4 separate regions of the Mus musculus genome follow, and all the other regions are linked to region 3. Evidence: chromatin contacts called from public capture Hi-C and promoter capture Hi-C data. All regions are on one chromosome and are shown on one strand. Each heading gives the region's core, a stretch centred on a gene start, on an enhancer-like site or on the middle of the called end of the contact. The rest is flanking DNA. Distances are from core to core; before and after follow the strand shown.

The links. Promoter capture Hi-C pulls out the DNA fragments that hold promoters and counts their contacts. Capture Hi-C pulls out chosen DNA fragments and counts their contacts.
Region 1: a promoter capture Hi-C map of liver shows a contact between it and region 3, with 3 times the contacts expected there. The contact joins the enhancer-like site here to the promoter of Rhpn1 in region 3. A contact is called at or near these places in 3 of 39 promoter capture datasets (cranial neural crest, hippocampal neurons and liver) and 1 of 115 datasets of contacts at active chromatin or transcription factors (astrocytes).
Region 2: a contact with region 3 is called in a promoter capture Hi-C map of embryonic stem cells, with 2.8 times the contacts expected there. The contact joins the promoter of Lypd2 here to the promoter of Rhpn1 in region 3. A contact is called at or near these places in 2 of 39 promoter capture datasets (both in embryonic stem cells).
Region 4: a contact with region 3 is called in a capture Hi-C map of embryonic stem cells, with 3 times the contacts expected there. The contact joins the promoter of Ly6m here to the promoter of Rhpn1 in region 3. A contact is called at or near these places in 2 of 39 promoter capture datasets (embryonic stem cells and hippocampal neurons), 1 of 115 datasets of contacts at active chromatin or transcription factors (microglia) and 1 of 9 other capture datasets (embryonic stem cells).

Annotation. Positions count from the first base shown.
Region 1 is chr15:74,959,441-74,962,642 of GRCm38.p6, reverse strand. It overlaps Ly6e (lymphocyte antigen 6 complex, locus E), which reads right to left. Exons shown (of 4, transcript NM_001164036.2): 4 at 2,739-3,202. Among named protein-coding and RNA genes, the nearest start is that of Gm28068, 5.9 kb to the left of the region's middle. Within about 2 kb of position 1,687, at least 77 of the 459 cell types and tissues checked have an H3K27ac peak or open chromatin away from gene starts, as enhancers often do. A contact at or near this core is called in liver, where this site is marked.
Region 2 is chr15:74,732,482-74,735,619 of GRCm38.p6, reverse strand. Lypd2 (Ly6/Plaur domain containing 2) reads left to right here and starts at 1,307. Exons shown (of 3, transcript NM_026671.1): 1 at 1,307-1,390; 2 at 2,534-2,653; 3 at 3,081-3,138. The coding sequence starts at 1,333. Gm33124 (a long non-coding RNA gene) reads right to left here and starts at 739. Exons shown (of 3, transcript XR_384182.2): 1 at 703-739.
Region 3 is chr15:75,702,808-75,706,229 of GRCm38.p6, reverse strand. It overlaps Rhpn1 (rhophilin, Rho GTPase binding protein 1), which reads right to left and starts at 1,942. Exons shown (of 15, transcript NM_001163465.1): 1 at 1,756-1,942. The coding sequence starts at 1,836.
Region 4 is chr15:74,880,376-74,883,530 of GRCm38.p6, reverse strand. Ly6m (lymphocyte antigen 6 complex, locus M) reads left to right here and starts at 1,827. Exons shown (of 3, transcript NM_025929.2): 1 at 1,827-1,917; 2 at 2,758-2,856. The coding sequence starts at 1,866.

The sequences.
Region 1 (3,202 bases), core at 438-2,937, 740 kb after region 3:
TCGTGGGTCCTTTAAGAAAGCAGATTGAGCCGGGCAGTGATGGTGCACACCTTTAATCCCAGCACTTGGGAGGCAGAGGCAGGCAGATTTCTGAGTTCGAGGCCAGCCTGGTCTACAGAGTGAGTTCCAGGACAGCCAGGGCTATACAGAGAAACCCTGTCTCAAAAAAAAAAGGACGAGGAGGAGGAGGAGGAGGAGGAGGAGGAGGAGGAGGAGGAGGAAGAAAGCAAGCAGGCTGAACAAGCCATGAGGGGCAAGCCAGTAAGCAGCACTCCTCCATGGCCTCTGCATCAGCTCCTGCCTCCAGGTTCCTGCCTCGCCTGACTTCCTTCAGTGATGCACTATGATGTGGAAGTATAAGTCAAATAAGCCCTCTCTTCCCCATATTGCTTTTGGTGATGGTGTTTCATCACAGCAACGGTAACCCTAACTAACAATGCATAGAATGTTTGGTACTGGAAGTGTAAATTTAATGCTGAGCTTCACGGCTTCCATTTCAAATGCCAGTTCTAACTGCATGTAAGTTCATTACGTCGTCTAGGCTTTGGGTCTGGTTAATGTTTGATGTATCGTGGTTTTGTTTGAAAGCTTTAAAAAAAAAGATTTTAATTTTATGTGTCTAAGTGGTTTGCCTGTCTGTCTGTCTGTCTACCTGTCTGTCTGTCTGTGTATCACATGCATGCAGTGCCCCTAGAGGATAGAAGAGGATGGGTATCCCTGTAAACTGGCATTACAGACAGTTGTGAGCCACCATGTGGGTGCAGGACATGGAACCTGGGTCCTCTGGGAGAGCAGCCAGTGCTCTTAACTGCTGAGCCATCTTTCCAGCCCCTGATCTGCACGCTTTTTTAAATAATAAAGTTTATTAAAATAAAAAAATAAGATTCAATTTTTTAAAGTAGTAAACAAACAAACAAACAAACAAACAAACAAAACACCTCTTGCATTAGTGCACTCTAGACTCCTATGTCTCAGAACAAAAGATTGGAACCAGATGGTTAGAATTAAAGATAGAGTTTAGACAAGCAACAGACTCCCAGGAATGAGAGTGGGCTACTGAGCTGGGGACAGAGCCCCCAAAGCATCCACCATGAAGTATAGACCCCTTTACGAGACCTTTACATCGCCCCTGCCTTTTATACTTTGGTACAGAGTAGGCTTTTCCTGCATATGCTCTGTTTATTAGAGGGAGCCCTAGTAGGGAAATTTCTCTCATCTTTTGCTTTGATCTTGCCTGAGGATACTTAGTTGGTTGGATGATGCTCAGGTGGAGAGGCGTCCACCTGAGGTTGCAGTCCTCAATCTCTAGTCTGTCACTGGAGCCCTTGGGACAGAAGGGAGGTAGCTAAGCACTTGCTGGTTGGGGCAGGCTAGCAGGATCAGACTGGGGAAGCCCTGGTCACTGGTCACTGATCACTAACTAGCAGCAATAATAGGAAAGCTGGCCAGGGTCTGGAGGTAGAATGGGCCCAGAACAAATCAGAGACATATTGGATCATGTGGGATCAGATCTAGCATTCGAATCTGGTATGAGTGAGGCTGGTGGCTCCAAACCTGGACAGCCTTCTTAGAGGTGCAGTGTGCACCCTTCCCTCCCCATTCACCCTTCCTCCCTCTTTCCACACCCTTCCTACCTCCAAGCTTCATGAAATTGAAACTTAACTCTGGGATACTTTCGATTCTGCTTTCGGGAAGTGAAACTTGGCCCCTGGCCCCTCCCTCCCCTGCTTCCAGTTCTCCCTCCTCTTTCCAATCCTCACCCTCCCTTCTCCTCAGGTCATTCCTGGAACTCAAGCCCCTTCTGCCCATTCTTCTCCTGAGAGGAATCAGAGCAGACCACTCACTGTCCCAGTTTTTAGCCTTGAAACCATCACGCCCTCCAGACTAGAGCAGAGGATCCCAGATCACGTGTGGCCTCAACTCTTGAGCCTTGTGACACCACTCCATCACAATATGGAAGCTAAATCAAGATAGGGAGAAAACCAGAGCTTGTTACGTGTCCCTGTCACTGCCTGGTGCCCTTCTGGTTCCCATGTCCCGGGAGTCTAACCCAGGTGTCTTCCCTCATACTGCTTTTGGTGGTTAGATCTGCTGGGACCACAGACAAGCCAGTCTCTAGAAACCTTACTCAGATCTGTCCTGAACACCACAGTGGATACTGTCTACACTGAGGCAGCCCAAGCTCCTTGCAGAAGATTTGGCTCCCACCTTTCTCCATTTGGCCTTTCAATATTCTAGGAACAAAGCATACTTTCTGAGTCTCAGGTGCTGTCCCGGTGACATTTCCCCAAAGTTTGTCCTTTTCAGGTAGCTGAGCTACCTGGTATGAGGCTAATTCCTTCTTGTACCCTCAGGCTATACGTCATGGGAACCCTGGTCTTGAGAATCATGGCACAAAGCCAATGCCTACATAGATTTTAGAAATTCACCCTGAGCCCCTGTGTTGTCCCTGTGTCTGACCCCCACTGGGCAGTATTCCTCAGACACGGATATCACCACAGCCAGGATCTGTGTGGATCTTATCCCATTATGGTATCACCCAACAGCCCAGAAGCTTAGGAACAGCTGAGAAATAGCTTCCTTAGGCACCCAGACTCAGGAGCTTCTCCATCAGTGTCCATAATACTCACAGCACTGAACCCCAGGAAGCCAGGTGTAGTAGCATCTGCCTGTAATGCCAGTACCTAACGTTCAAGTGAGATCCTGCCTCAGAAACAAAAAAGTCTAAGGGCCAGGTGTGGTGGTGCATGCCTTTAATTCCAGCACTCAAAGAGGATTGCTCTGGGTTTGGGGCAGCTAGTCTTAACATAGCGAGACCGTCTTAAAATACCAGAAAGCAAAGCAAAGCCAGTTATAGGGTGGACAAGTATCACTTGCCTGGGCCAGACTCCCATGGCTTAGACTACAGGGTAGTTTATGAAGGACAAGTGGCAACAGCAGGCCTCTGAAGTCTCTGGGGCAGACAAAGCTTGGGAATGTGTGACCAGCCTGATGGGCCTGCCTTTATGGGTAGCTGTACTTCTCAGCTTTCAGCCTGAGACAGCACACTTTCAAGTTCTCTCTGCCTTTGCTCTCTCTCTTTTCTCTCAGGCCTGTCTCACTAAATGGGCCTAGATTCCTGGGATTTGCTATGCACCAGGCTGGCCTCCCAGAGACCTCTGCTTCTGCTATGATGGCATCATAGGAATGTATCACTGTATCG
Region 2 (3,138 bases), core at 58-2,557, 970 kb after region 3:
GGCATAACAAGAACAAAGCCAGAGTAGGAGTAAGGTTGGGATGCTGGACAAAGAGACACCTGGGAAGCCCAGCAACAGTGTGGTCTTTACCACTAGCAGAGTCAGGCAGGTAGATATGCTCCCCACCCCTACATGTCTCAGCTGGGACAAGCTACTCTAGGAAGATACCTGTGGGAAATCAGGACGAGCCAGGTGCTGCCAGGTCATGGGGATCCCTGTCATAGCATTCTGTCTAGGGCAAGGACACTACACTCTACACATACACACACACACACACACACACACACACACACACACACACACACACACACACACACACAGAGAGAGAGAGAGACAGACAGACAGACAGACAGACAGACAGACAGGCAGACCTGATGCTATGGTGACCCCCACCCTTAAAATTATGTTTGTTGCTACTTCATAACTGTAATTTTGCTACTGTTATGAATCATAATGTAATTTTTTTTTAAAGATAGAGGATTGACAAAGGGATCAAGACCCACGGGTTTCGAATTGCTGTCCCTACCTCTTGACCTTCAGTGGAGAGAGGAAGGAGGAGGTGGAGGGGCCCAGGAAAGTCCTGCCTAAGATCAGCCTATGAGCCATTGGAGATCAAGGTGTGCAGACAAGCCGAGAGTGGATGGCCCTCCAGGAAACATGAAACAGTGTCCCCCAAAGCAACCCTGGGCCTCCCCAGCTCACCCATCCTCCAAAACACCTTCCTGTTGATCAAGCAAGTTCTGTCTTTGTTCCTTAGGCCTTTGAGTAAACTCTGGGCTGGTTGTCAGTGGCAATTTGGCACACCCCACCTTCCCCCTGACCACTTCAGAGGAGCTGGGAGGTGCAAGATCATCTTGGAAAGATTCCATCCAAGAGCTGCTGGGCCAAAGCTCTGGAGAAGGCCACAAGGTAAAAGCTCTTTACCACAGCTGGAAAAGTGCAGGAGAGCCCAGCTCCCATTGTCCCATTCTGTGCAGCCTGAAGACCCCTGACCTGTCCTGGAAGAAGGAATCTGGAAGATTTTCTTGGCTAGGAGTTGTAGGGTGGTGTGGAAGGGTCCCCAGTGGGAAAAGAAAGACGACCCATAACCTATGGGGAGGAGAGGGGCCTGGGAAGGGTGGAACAGCAGCTTTGAGGGGTGGAGCTCGAACAGTCTGAGAGGGCTGGGTAGGGTCCGAGGGAGCCCCAGGGAGCCCTGGGGAATGGGGTGTGGGTGAGGAAGCAGGGCAGGCCCTCCAGAAATCTGATCCTCCTCTAATCTGCTTAGCCAACCGGTCAGACCACCGCTGTAGGCATTTCCCCACCAGGCAGGCCTGAGTGAGGACCTCGACCATGCAGGGGACCTGGATGGTGCTGTTGGCACTGATATTGGGCACCTTCGGGGAGCTTGGTGAGCATGGGGGAGCACGGGAGCGGGCCCCAGGACTATTCTCAGAGAGAGTTTCTCATGGGGGAGTTTCAGAGAAGGAGAACGCTGAGCCGGGACCGGCCAGGCGGGCAGAAGCCGGCACCAAAGCCCTAGGTGCCAGCGGAGAGCCTCAGGATACTGGTGTGTTTGCTAGTGCAAGCCTTTCAGCAGGAGAAGAGGGGAGATCTCGGATGCTGGGGCAGATGGCCTGGGACTCTGGATATGATGGACATGTAATTGGGGAAAGGACATCCAGAAATATCCAGAGACAGGGTGAGACAAACAAGTGGCGACATGATGTTGACTGTCAGCCCGTTATGTGCTCAGTGATGAGGGCTCAAGCCAGGCTGTTCCATACAGTTCTTGGAGAGGTTGACTGAACCAGAGGCAGAGGCCCTACCAGGTCACTGTCTGTGTGGGGTTGGGGGAGGGATGACTTCCCTGTGTGTCTGAATTGATTGGAGACAAGCTAGGCTTCCTGGGGCTTCTGGGATTGGGTCTGGAATGCTAGCAAGACTGTACAGTGCCTTCCAGCCAGGCTCTACACCCGCAGCCCTCCCCTCAGGGAAGACACCTTTGCCAAGCTGGTACCTGTGAACTCCTCTGTGCAGCTCCCACCCAGTGTTCCAAGGACCTGCTTGTCTGACCCCCATGACAGGCAGCACTTCAGCAGAAGGGCATTTGGTGATGAGGAAGTGCAAGGGCGTCTGCCTTAACAATGTCTGCTCACACCGATCTGCGGTTGTGGTGTGCGCGTGAATGTACGTGTGTGTGCGCGCGCGTGCGCGTGTGCGTGTGCGCGTGTGCGTGCGTGTGCGTGTGCGCGTGTGCGTGTGCGTGTGCGTGTGTGTGTGTGTGTGTGTGTGTTTTGATGATTATTCCAAATCAGCTGTCCCCATCCTGGTCCCAGGCTGAGCCCACTATTCCAGGGGCACATTCTGTAAGACCCTGATTCAATGGTCATGTTGTCTCCCCTGAGCTTGGTTAGTGGGCATCTGGTCCCTGGTTAGTGTCCTTGTCTTCTGAGACTAAGCCTCCATGGCAGAGCAGGACATTGGGTGAAGACATTTTGGGCTTTTGAGACAGGAAGGCCTGTTCACTGCCCTCTCATCCCTCCTCTCCTAGCTATGGCCTTACAGTGCTACACCTGTGCGAATCCTGTGAGTGCATCCAACTGTGTCACCACCACCCACTGCCACATCAATGAAACCATGTGCAAGACTACGCTCTACTCCCTGGAGATTGGTCAGTAGGATCTGCGTGGGACAGAACTGGGATCCCCTTTTCTGACCACGGATCCCTGACCATCTGGGTCCCCACACAGCCTGCACCATCATCCCACCATTTCTGCCAAGAGACTTTCTGTCCAGGCCATTAGCCCCCACCCTTCCCCCTCTCCCCTCATCATGGGAGGCCCCTGAAGTTTTTCTGGAAGTCCTTGTAAAGCTGTCTTACAACTTGTGTTTTACATTCTATATAACATACAAATCCTCCCACAGACCAATTCAAGATGCCATAGGTGTCCCTTGTACATCAAAGGCTTCAGTGGTCCTAGAGAAAGGGGAATCTAGGCTAGTGGGGTGGTTGATCCCAGAGTGGGTGGTCCCTGAGCTTGGGGTACAGAGGTAGTAAAGGAATGGTCCTTCAGGTTGACACTTTGTGCATCCTACAGTTTTCCCTTTCCTGGGGGACTCCACGGTGACCAAGTCCTGCGCCAGCAAGTGTGAGCC
Region 3 (3,422 bases), core at 693-3,192:
CAAGACCCTACTACAAGGTTCTAAGCTTATTTATGGCCGATAGCCTCAGTCCCTCCCCCACCTGCTAGGGAGCTGCAGCAGCTAGCCACTCTGAGGTTTCACCAGCCCCAGACCCTGGGCCTGTTCTTGCCCTTTTTAACCTTGGTTCACTTATGGAGGCCAAGCCAGCTTCCTAACCTGTTTTGGTGGAAAGGCAAGATAAGCTGGGCTGGATGGATTCTGGAAGCTGATAGCCCACACCCAGTTTTCCACACTGGGCTGAAGGAAGTGCTCAGCAGGGAGGGCACAGGTGCTAAGTAACCATCTCTCTCTATCCCGGTATGATCTCCCCACCCTCTGGAAACAAAGGCCGTCTAACCATGGCTGACCTCCATGGTGGCTACTCTTGTCTAACTCTGGGAGAACTTGCCATCAGTACAGACATCGCAGCAGCAGTGGCCAAACCAGAACAGGGCCTGGCCACGACCAGGGAGGAAAGGCATGGGGGTCAGAGAAACAAAACCTCCCACTCAAAGACCCAGTGACCTGTACTGGGCTGGTCCTCAAGGATTAGCAAAAGGTGGGGGGCGGGGGGACACAGTTATCCCCACACAGGCCTGGGAATAGAAAGAAGGAACAGAGCAATCCTAAGCCTTCCCAGGCTTCTCTTACTGAGTCAGCTCAGGGTGGGGGAGTCCCACACTATCCACAGGGAGGCTGACCAATGCAACATGCACTTCCTCCACAGGGCACCTGAAAGGCATGGCCACCCTAGGAAGAAGAGTTCCTGGAGAACATGTTGCAGGCTGACTCCGTCTCCCTCCCTCCCTCCTTCCCTCTCTCCAATCTAACCCCTCCCCAGTTTGAGCTAGTCACTGTGGTATCAGGCATGCCTGGTTAGGATGGAGCCCTTGAGGGTTCTGTCCAAGTCCCAGTGCCTTCCTCTCTTCCTCTTCCTCTCCCTCTCCTCCCTCTCCTCCAGGAGACCTGATACACACACACACACACACACACACTGGATAGAATCAGCCAGCAACAAAGTACAATCTGACACCAGGAAGGAAGGTGGGCAAAGAGCCATGGGAACACCCGGGAGTGTTGTGACAGCAGCTTCTGCTTAGCAGCCCCTGGGGATGGGCAGGAGTACCCCAGAGCCTACACACATACTAAGAAACCCAAACACTCACTGACCCCTAGGAAATACCCAGACCGGAGAAGCAGAGAAGGTTAACATAATATCCCTTAGGCAAAGAGCAAACTAGTTTCCACTTCACCCCTGTGTTCCTGGAAGCCCAGGCACCCTCATCTCCAGACTCAGGAGCTTTGGAGGGGATGTATGTTGGGGAAAAGTAGTCAGGCTTCCCCGTGAAGTTCCGAAGGTTTTTGCTGTCTGCTGTCACAATCTAACCACTAATGGACACTGACTCCTACAGCGGGGCACGCAGAAGACACTGTTAGAGAAGGAGGCTTTCTAGACGTCAGAAAAAAACACGTGCTTGCTTGTGGAGGTGAGGGAGTGGGGGTTGTCACCCATCAGAACCAACTTCTTGGTTCTGAGACCCAAGGGGTTCTCTAGCTTCAGGGGAACCATCTAGACCGTGACTGCTCCAGTGTTACTCCCATCGGGCTGGAACACCGGCTCTGGTCTCTCCTTGGGACCTCAGTATCCCCACCTGGCATTCAGGGGAGCGGGTCCCAGGAAGGAAAGGCCGGGAAGGCCGCACTGCACAGCGCGGGGCAGGAGGCTGAAGACCCATATCCCTGCTCAGCCCCCACCTTGCGGATGCTGCCGTCGTCCTGCGGCCGAGAGCTTTCCTCGCCAGTGCCCTGGCCATCTGGCCTCTCCTCAAGGATCATCGCTGCTCGCTCGGACGCTGACTCCGAGAGGCTGCGAGCAGCAGGCCCCTCGCGCTCCAGGGAGGATCAGCCGCGCTGCTCCGACTGTCCCCCTCCTGGAGGGTCCGACTGACCGGTGCGGCAGAGCGCGGGCCCCGCCTGCAAAACTTGATGTTGTCCAATCAGAGGTGAGGGCTACTCCGATGGATAGAAACTACTACCAACCAGAGTGAGAGAAAGGCGGGCTCCAGGTAAGGGATCTGGTAACTCTTAGCAACCAGGGCCGCTCGCCGATCAGGGTACGCATGCGCAACGCTAGGTGTTAGGCGTGCGGAGAAAGTTAGGAAAAGACAAGCAGAACTGGGGGCGGCGACCAAGAGCCGCTGCAGCCTCTGCAGGGACTTCAAGGCTTTATCTCGTCACCCCGGCAACGGGACCCTCCAGGATTGCTCCAAAAATGTTTACAATGGGGTTTTTTAAACGGTTTGTTAGAGACAAGTGCTTGTGCTGATTCTAAAACAATGCCTGCTTTCTTCCCGGCACTAAGAGGCAAAGCGCCGCTGCGGTCCCCTTGCTTCCAGAACCGCCCCCAGAAACCTCGCCTCCGGGACCTGGTTATGCATTTTGTTTCCAGAGCCTACATTCTCCTTGACCTCCTTGTGCTTCCAGAACCGGATCGCCTTCCAGAACCCGAATTGGTTTTAAGAATTGGACTTTTTCCAGAACTCGAGCTCCTTGCAGGGCTTACTCCGAAGCACTTCTCAAATTCATGTGGGCTGGCTCACACTAGATGAGCTGAGAACACAGCCTAGAAATGAGTGGCTAGCCCTTTGTCAAGCTGCTCCAAAGGTCAGCCTCCTCCACGCTGCCCGCCACCCTGGTCACTGCTTGCCCTGACTGAGTCAGCGACTCAGTCTCTACGCCCCATCCCCCTCACACACACCTGGCTCTGTCATCCCCAGATCTAAATTTGCTCGGCTAAGCTCTTGGATGTCCCTGGACAGTGGGCCCCCGCCAGAAATGCTTCTCTCATCTGCCCCGCTAGCCTCTCCAAACTTCCTGGCATTTTTGATCCCAGGGCAGCATTGTCCCCTCCCCTCCCCTCCCCTCCCCTCCCCTCCCCTCCCCTCCCCTCCCCTCCCCTCCCCTCCCCTCCCCTCCCCTCCCCTCCCCTCCCCTCCTTTCTTTCCTTTTCTTTCCTCTAGTATCTTCCTGTGGAGTGTCACCTAATTTCACTTCTTCCTCCACTGACATCCTCATGAGCAGCCTCCTCCATCTCCGGGCTCTTATGCTGCCTAGGTGTGGTCATCACCTTAGAACTAAACAGAGACCACATGTGCTGTCACCTAGCACAGCTGTCACCCTCCTGCATAGGCACCCCTGAATTCAGACTTCTGTGTCTTCAGAATCCTGTGTGCTTAGACTGACATCCACCCAGCAAAGCATGCCTGACTAAAGCAACTGTTTCTCTTAAAGATTTATTTTAATGTGTGTGTGTGTGTGTGTTTCTGCAGATGAGCACTGTGCCTGCAGAGTCCAGAAAAGGGTACTTGAACCCCAGGAACAAGAGACTACAGGTAGTTGTGAACTATTGAATGTAGGAGCTG
Region 4 (3,155 bases), core at 578-3,077, 820 kb after region 3:
GTCACTGAGTAGGCTAGACTGACTGCCCCACAAATCCCAGGAATCCGTCTATCTCTACTCTCCTAATGCTGGGATTATAAGCACATACCACCACGCCCAGCTTCTCACATGGGTTCTGAGGATGAAATTCGGGTGCTCATGCTTGCAAACACAAAACTCTGCTGACTGAGCCTTCTTCCCAGCCATCTGCCTCACTCCTGTGAAGGTTCCATTATGACATTTAAGGCTCCCAGTGTCATCTTCCTATGCCTAAATCTTTAGTTTATTCCACTCTGGTAAACAACCCTAGGGTGAGACAGTGTACCTGTATGTTCTAGGCTCGGAATGTACACAGCTCCCAATGTTCTGCAGATATTATGACTTTCTACTGTTCTGGGAAGGTTGTCTAGAGGACCAAGACAACAAACAGGCTTTCTAGACTGGCAGCTATGACTGGTCAAGGTGTTGCCCAAGATCCTTATCAGGAAACTTGTGCCTCATTGGGCTGACCCCTGACTCCTCATTAGTTTAGAGAAGGTAAACGTGACAGCAGAGTGGCAGAGGTCACACAGCTTTCAACTGCAGACTGTTTTGTCTGGGAATTGCTAAGGGGTCTGCCACTTCCCTGTGTGCTTGAATGCTGCCCCAGTGCAGAAGGTTGCTGTGCCTGTTGATGGTGGAGGTATGGGTGGGATGTGACCCTGACACTGGTGTTTCCTGAGTCCTGACCAATGTGTCTGCCTATGACAGTCTAGGATGGGTATGGTTACTAGCCTGTCTAAATATTGCTTGGTCCTCAGGAGAGTGATAGCTGTCACTGTGCATAGCGGAGCCAGACAGGAGCATGTGGCACAGAAGGGTGCTTTCTTTATCTTGGAGCCTCAAGTCTGCCATGGAAAAAATTGTTAGTAACAGGCAGACACAGCATCCAGGGGGTGAGAAGCCCTAAACTTCATTGTGACCTGGCTGTTTCCCCTTTCTTTGTTATAATATGGAGACACAATGGATACCTAGAATGCTTTAAGTTGGGAAGAAAGACCAATTTCTACACTTGGGATGCTTAAATATCTTTACAGAGCTGAGTCCTGTTCAATCAATGGTCAGCCAGTGGTCACTGACCCCCTTCCGACCCCTTGTCTCCCACAATCCCAGTATGCTGCTTTTAACTCCCCAACTAACTGATGTCCAGTATCCCCAATTTATTGGACCCCAATATCTTCATCTCACCAAAGCTCAGCATCCCAGCCTGATGACCCCCAGCATCCCCAGCCCACCAACGCCAAGCATCCCCAACCCATGATTCTCCATGGTGTCTCCTTTCTTTTCTGTTTATTGAATGAATATCATTATTGATTCCTTTTCTATCTCCTCACAGGCCATGGAGAGTAACCTCACTGGGCTTGTTGGAGGAGCTGAGGGACCCAAAGAGGCCTTGGGGACATGAGGGGGAAATGGCATCTATACACCAAGGAGTGGAGCTTTGAGAGGATGCCCCCTTATGGGCTCTCTGATCTGGGATTCTTTTGCTGGTGTGTTTCAACCGTGCCTGGTACTTTTTTTTAAAAAGATGGGCAAAGAGCAGACAATGGTTCCTCAGTGAAGGCCTGGTTAGAGTCAGCGCTGTGCAGCTGACTGGAGTCAGGGTTGGGGGCTTTGTAGGGAGCAGGGGAAAGGGAGGATGGGTACGGGAGAGGGTTTGGAGCGCTGGATAAAGAATTCTTGGAGGTATTTACCTCCCAACCACACACCCAGAGATGACACATGTAGGTAGTCAGGAGTGAGAGACGGACCAAGGCCCCACCCACAGAGCAAGAGGGATATAAAGACAGGCTGGTCCAGTGCTAGCTGGACAGAGACACGAGCTCTGCTTGCTCTCATTGCCCAAGATGAGGACTCACCTGCTTTGGTTGTTGCCCCTGATTCTGCTGGGATCCTCTGGTAAGCAAGGAAGTGGGAACCCCTGTCTAGCATCCTGTCCTTGGTTGGCATCCTGAGGTGTGGGGTGACCTGGCTGGATCTGCACCCCCCTCCCCCAGATGATGCGGTCCTGCTGTCCAGAGGAGGTGTTGGCATAGGGCACCGGACTTGCTGGAGGCCCCACAGTCTAGACACAGAGTCATTTCATGGGTACCTCCACTCACCTTAAAATTCTTATAGTATATTAACATTCTCTTTCCTCCTCCCCTCCCCATCCCTCTCCCCCCCCCCCGTCCCTCTCCCCTCCCCTTCCATCCCCATCCCTCTCCCCTCCATCTCCATCCCTCTCCCCTTCTCCTCCCTCTTCCCTTTTGTGTGTGTGTGTGTATACATGTGATCATGTCAAAGTGTGCATGTGGAAGTCAGAAGGCAGCCTGTTGGAACCAATTCTCTTCCACTGTGGATTTTGGAGATTTGAACTCAGGTCTTCAAGCTTGGCAACAAGTGCCTCTATTCACTGGTCCCCCTACTCACCTTTTCCATTAAGCCTAGCCGTCCTGCTAGACTTGCTGTCTCTTTTGCAAAGTCTTGTGGAATTAGCATCATTTGCCTGGTGACATTCTGTGACATATGGCCAGCAGCATGGACTGCTGTTTGCTCAGAGTCTTGGTTTTCTGTCCCAGAGTCAGGGCCCTATGTGCTGGCACCTCAGTCTGGTTGCTGGGAGGGAGGCTGTCCATGTGGGTGGCTGGAGAACAGGATGGGCTACTTGGTGGTCAGTGTTTCCTCAGAGCTGGGTCCTGTGCTGTCTGGTGTGGTTATCGAGTGCCTCTGTCTCTGACCCCAGCTGTGTCTCTCCAGCCCAGGCGTTGAAGTGTCATGAATGCAGTGGTATAGAGGACTGCTACAAGCCTAAGACTTGCTCCAGCCAGAGCCTCTACTGCTTGACCAACTGGTATAGTGAGTATCTTGGTCCTAAGTAGGTGGGTCAGGGGACAGAACCTGAATCTGATACCTGGGGATACCAGCTAAGGCAAAGCTTGCTAGTAGAGTTGGGGAAGCCGGGCAGATATGGCCCTGAGAGGTTCCTGCAACTGTTCAGGAAAATGTTTTGAGTATCCCAGTCCTCCCTGCAAAATGAAACCCAACACTGCTGGCTTAGAAAGAGTGGAAAACCCATTTCCAAATGGGCTACTGTGTGCAGAACAGGCACATATAGCATGCAATTCTAACTGTTGCCAAGAGCGCTAGCTACTCAA